Regions from separate parts of the Mus musculus genome. Here region 1 is linked to region 2. A link is a contact called in public Hi-C data. All regions are on one chromosome and are shown on one strand. The core of a region is the stretch at or near the end of the contact, and the rest is flanking DNA. Distances in the headings are between cores, read along the strand shown.

Region 1 (2,719 bases), core at 108-2,607, 340 kb before region 2:
CATTCACACGTTCGCATATCTCTTACATGACAGATGGTTTCTGCTAGGTCGTTGGAGCCAGAGGTAGCAAGGGATGCTACTCCTTTGTGGGGATCACCCAGGGCTGTCTCACTGAGCTACCCTCACTTTCCAGCCCTCCACTGTCTGTACAGTAGAGAGAGCCCTTATCCAAGGCTCCGAGGTTCCGAGGTTCCGGATGAGCCCTCTGTCTGGGAATCCGTACTTGACCAGGAGGTCCCACTGAGCCCCCAACTCTGCCCTTGTATCTCTGACATTGGCACTGACCAGACAGATTTTCTTGTATAAACCATGGCCCATAATTCCTGGGCAGGGTCAGAATTCTCCAGTTTTGGCTTTCCTTGGAGTTAACACTCGCAGTAGTCAGGAGGCCCAGAGGTCACTGTCAATGGTCACTTAGAGGAATCATGCCCTAGCAAGGATTTGGGCTCAAATCTGGAGGAACTAGTAACTAAGTATGTCTTTCTTTCTTTCAGGCTTTTCCAAAGATTGTATATGTAAGCACATGCATGTGTGCCTATGTCTCTCTGTGTGCTCGTGTCTGCCTACGTATGTGAATGTGTCTGAGCATGTGTGCGCGTGCATCTGTGTGTATAACTGGGCATGTCTTTATGCACGTGTCTGTGTTTGCATGTGTTCGTGACCGTGTATTTATGTTTGTGTGCACGTTTGTGTATATGTCTGTGAGTGCATGCGTGCCCATATGTGTATGTATGTTTGTGTTTGTGTGCTCATGTGTATGTATGTTTATGCATGAGTGCATGCATCTCTCTGTGTGTCCGTATGTATGTGAGTGCATGTAACAAGCCCTGGTGCCCGTAGACTTCCTTCCCCATAGGTCATCCTCTGTCTCCTTCTCCCTCCTCCCCTTCAGCACAGCCTCTACTGGATATCTGTCTCTTCCCTTCCCGAGGAATGAGGTCTGACCCAAGCTTTAAGGGTAGTGGCTCCTGGAATTCCCATGGCCCCTGCTGTCCCCATGTCCTCATAAAGCCATAGCTTGTTTCTTCTACTTCCTGGGCCCTGGATTCTTGTTCTTCATCCCAGTCAGGCAGCTGGAGTGGAGTCGGAGATAGTCAGAGGAGAGGTGGACCCTAAGGAGTGTCTGTACCAAGCTCCCATTTCACGTGAGGCAAATTGAAGCTAGAGGCTCGTGTAACCTAGGCCCCATGGATCCTGAGTCAGCCAGAGAACCCCTCAGCAGAGCTCAGAGAGTGGGAGGAGTCAGGGATGCCCAGAGCCCTCCCTTCTTCCAGCTCGCTGCCAGAGGTCACAGGGCCCTTGGATAGATTTGTTTGCATTGGCTGGAGGGTGGGGCCATCAGCCCAGACAGAAGCCAGCCTCTAGCCTGTGCCTGCCCACTTACCTGAGGTCACAGCCCCAGAGGTTGGGGGTTGTTGGTGTGCATGGCAAATTCTTTCCTCATTAGCTGTAATTTCACAAGGTTCCCGGCTGGCCAGAAGCTCACTTTGGCCTGAACTTGGAAGCACCGCCCTGCCTGGGGATGCTATTTCTCTGTGGGTGTTGCTCTGTCGGAACATATTAAATTGGCCGTTTTCATTCAGGTGATGACGGGCGCCTACAAGCTGTCATTAGTGTACCTGGAGGGAAAAAGGCTCTGTTCAGCAAGGTTAGCCCTGACTAACTCTGGTAGCCACAGAATTAAAGACTGGATACACCAAGGAGGGCTTTAAGGGGTCCTGTAGACCTCATGAGCAACCCAAGGGGCCACCTTGTTATGGTTCGCAGAGGCTGCTCTAACAGGAATTGGGGGTGGGGGTAGGGTTTGTGTGACATGTTCAGCTTGTGGTGTCCTGACTGCCAAGAGAGTGCTGTGATGCAGCAGTTTGAATGTCCCCATCCCGTGTCAGGCCAAAGCCTGGACAAGTTAGCTAATTGCTGTCAGGCAGCCCAGATCCAGCTATATCATCGAGCAGAATAACCATACTGTTGTTGACATCTGTCTTGAATCGAGTAGAAGTACACGATGGGTGGCTGCTCCTGTCCCTGTCCTGGGGTTTATTCACAGCCTCTCCTTTTGTTGCAGACACATGCCATTTTCAACTTCCTTGTTGATCTCTTTTTTTTGAGGGGTTTGCCAGCAAGGCCAGTGAGAGAGAATAGCCCAGGAAACTTGTGTGAGGCAAAGGAAGCAATATGTAAAATGGTGAAAATTACCTTCCAAAATCAGCTAGTGGCGGAGACCAAAGTCAAGATGCATCGGTATTGACATTAGTCCTTTCTGTCAGGGTTTCTCCTGAGGCCTGTGGAGTACCTTGAGTTAACCAGCATGAGACACTTTGTATTGAAACCTTTGATATTGTTTCTAATGGTTAGAGGCCACACAACTTGGGCCCCCTGAGTTTAAGCCCTTGGAAATGTGTCGAGACTTGCTTTAAAGCCTGGATCCAACCAGCCTTCGTCAATATTCTGTGTGGACTTGAAAAGAATGTGTTCTCTGCTGTCGTTAAGCAAGGAGAGCCACATGTGTTGAGACCGTGGCACTGATTGTGGTGACACAGGCCCAGACCGTGTCAGGGGCTGGTGGTGTAGCTCAGTGGGTAGATTGCCTGCCTTGTGCATACAAGGCCCTGGGCTACACACTAAACATTGCATAAATCAGGTGGAATGTAATCCCAGATTTTAGGAAGTAGAAACTGAAGGATTTGAAACTCAAGGCCACCCTGGGCTTACTTAGGAA
Region 2 (2,955 bases), core at 17-2,516:
TTGGTAGCCTTGGCCTCAGACTGGGCAAGCCTTCCCTACCATGGTGCCCTTGCATGGCTGTGTCCTTGGCACTGTAGATCTGTTGAGATTGTGCCACCCAGGTCTACTCCAGGGTCCACACTCTTCTCTACCCGCCCTCCTGCCCTTCCTGACAGCGTCCCTTCCGGTCAGGCGTTCCTGTTCAGATGCTGTCTGTCCTTCCTACAGGCCCCGCCCCTCTCCTGTCTCCTCCCACCTCTCCTGAGCCCACATCCCTCATCTCATAGCCGCAGTGCTTGCCTGTTTGTCTCCCCGTCCCTCATAAATACCCCGGAAGGACAGACCCTACCCTTCCTAGGTCTTAGCATAAAACCCATGCACTTAGTAGGTCCTCACAGAGGACTGACAGATTGCTGAATAAGTTGTTTCCTGAGTGTGCTGGCTCCTCCCTGCCAGGCCTGCCCTCCCCAGTGGGGGCCCATCTCTGCCTCCCCCCTCCTCTGGCTGGCTGCAGGGTCTTCCCTCAAACCCTGACAATGAACTCAAGGAAAGAATGCAGTCCACTTGCCCAGCCTTACAGAGGGGTGGAGCCTAGTGACTGACGGACCGCTTGCCACGCACATGGATGTTATAATAGCAACAGCGATGGCCCAACAGTAGTAATAAAACGTCACAGAAAGAAAAGAAGCTAGCAGGGGAGAGGAAGGAGGGTGACCCTCACAGGACACTACAAGGCTGTGGAATGGCCACACAGGTAACCCCCTCGGAAAGGTCAGCATGGCAGAGCACGACTATCTTACCTGCAAACCCACTTCCAGACCTGAGTCTTGGAGGATTGACAGTAAGGCCTGGATTAGATTCATGAGTACCCAGGCTCACAGCAGCCAAAGGGACCTGGGTGAGCCAAGTGTCTGGAGACAATTATATGGATCGCCAGTTCCTTGGTGGCCACCTGGGGGCTGGGTTGGCCACTGATGTTCCCATTCCAGCACCCTGAACCTCAGGGGGTGACGTCACAGCGTACAGACCCCTTGGTCCCCAGGGCTGTAGCTTCAAATACGCACCCTATCACTGTTCACGGTGATTCATCCCCGTTTCTGATATCTTTACAAGCCAGCACCAATCTGGTCCCCATGAGTCATCCCTAGAGCCTTCAGGAAAGCACGATGCCACAGAGGCAAAAGCCACACAGCCTTTGGCCTGGCAGCCAGGCCCCTCGAGAGTCCAAAATCTGCCCCTTCCCCTCTGTATCAGGAGTGTGGTCCAGCTTCATGGTTAGGACCCAGTGTGCCCATTCCCGGCTACAGAGCGCCCTCTGGTGGAGCTACTGGGAGTTGTCAGGCCATAGAGAAGGAATCCAGAACTGGGCAAATTCCTGAAGGTCAAGGACATTTGGAGGACCACAGGGTGGGGACTGACTGGCCAGGAGCTGGAGCTGCCTGAGATCACCAACTGTCCCCATGACTTCCATGGAAAATGGGTCCAAGCTGTGGCTCTTTCCCAGGGACTATGATATGGTGAGGACAGTTTGCAAACTGGACTCCACAGAAGACATTGCCAACCATCTCATTCTCAAAAGCCCTGCGACTATCTTCCTTATCACCGCCACCATCATCATCATCACCACCACCATCATCATCACCACTATCATCGTCATCACCATCACTGCCTGTGCTGGATAGTTTTATGTCAACTTGACCCAAGCTGGAGTCACCAGAGAGGAGGGAACCTCAATTGAGAAAATGTCTCTGTAAAGGGCTACAGGCAAACCTATGGGGGCATTTTCATACTTAGTGATTGATTCATTGGGGGTGGGGCTGGTCCTGGATTCTATAGGAAAGGAGGCCGAGCAAGCCACGGGGAGCTGTAAGCCAGGAAGCAGAGGATGTCACACTTCATTCCTTTGCTCTGGCCTTCCTATACTGTCTTAGACAAAAGTTCTTTATAAAATTACCTCATAGATCAAATATCACACAAAAGGGGAGTTACAGAAGGATGTTGATAGTAAGTTCAAAGCAGCGCTTCACTCTGTAAGCTCATTATAAGTTCAAAGCAGCAGTTTCACATAGCCTGGCTTTATCATAGTGCGCACTTGTGGCCTCATCCTTGGACAATCTGACGCAGACCCATATCCCACACCTGGGATTAAAACAAAAACATAATCACATTACACAAGTGGGTTTTTAAAGAAGCCCAAATTCTCGCTATGTAGGTCCTCTGTGTTGGCCAAGCTCACCTTTGTCCCTCGAAGCCAGACTTCTCTCACCGGACCTGCCTGGCTCACTCTTGGAGCTCGGCACTGAGAAGTGAGAACCCCATCTCTAGCCATGTGCATCTCCTCAGGCTCTCAGGGACCAGCTGTTGTCAGTTTCCATGGCATCTCCAAAGGACAATGGCTTCTGGCCACAGCCAGCCTGGCTGTTGAAAAGCCAGAAGCGTGTCCATACTCTCCCCTGAAGAGGAGAGTGGCACCTCTGAGAGTTCCTTCCCCAGCCTCCTCCAGGAGCCAGAGGCACAGTGGGCAGTGTGGGCTTCAGGAGTCTGCGTCCATTTCTCCTGATTATAAAACATCCACCAGGAAAGGCCCTAAAGATGGCTGCTTCCGTCAGACAAATCTGGTCAACAGATTTATTGCTTCATGAACTACAGAGATAGTTTTGTGGTTAAGAACATTGGCTGCTCTTCCAGAGGACGTGGGTTCAATTCCCAACTTCCATATGGCTCTTCACAATTGTCTGCAACTCCAGTCCCTAGAGATCAATGCCCTCTTCTGGCCTTCATGGGCATTACAGGTACATTGTACACAGGTATATATGCAGGAAACACACCCCAAACATATCACACACACACCACAACACATAACATACACCATACACAGCACATACATTCACACCATACACACCACATACACTATACCACATACGCAGCACACCACATACACCACACACACCACATATCATACACACACCACACTAT

Evidence for each region. A called contact is a pair of places that touch in the nucleus more often than the background predicts.
Region 1: a contact with region 2 is called in a Hi-C map of the N1E-115 cell line, with 2.4 times the contacts expected there. The contact joins two enhancer-like sites. A contact is called at or near these places in 1 of 484 Hi-C or Micro-C datasets (the N1E-115 cell line), 1 of 115 datasets of contacts at active chromatin or transcription factors (pancreatic cancer cells) and 1 of 9 other capture datasets (adipose tissue).

What each region holds. Positions count from the first base shown.
Region 1 is chr15:85,934,434-85,937,152 of GRCm38.p6, reverse strand. All of the region lies in intron 9 of Celsr1 (cadherin, EGF LAG seven-pass G-type receptor 1), which reads left to right. Among named protein-coding and RNA genes, the nearest start is that of Trmu, 56 kb to the right of the region's middle. Within about 2 kb of position 1,357, at least 73 of the 459 cell types and tissues checked have an H3K27ac peak or open chromatin away from gene starts, as enhancers often do. A contact at or near this core is called in the N1E-115 cell line and pancreatic cancer cells, where this site is marked.
Region 2 is chr15:85,597,397-85,600,351 of GRCm38.p6, reverse strand. No RefSeq gene overlaps it. Among named protein-coding and RNA genes, the nearest start is that of Wnt7b, 17 kb to the right of the region's middle. Within about 2 kb of position 1,266, at least 139 of the 459 cell types and tissues checked have an H3K27ac peak or open chromatin away from gene starts, as enhancers often do. A contact at or near this core is called in the N1E-115 cell line and pancreatic cancer cells, where this site is marked.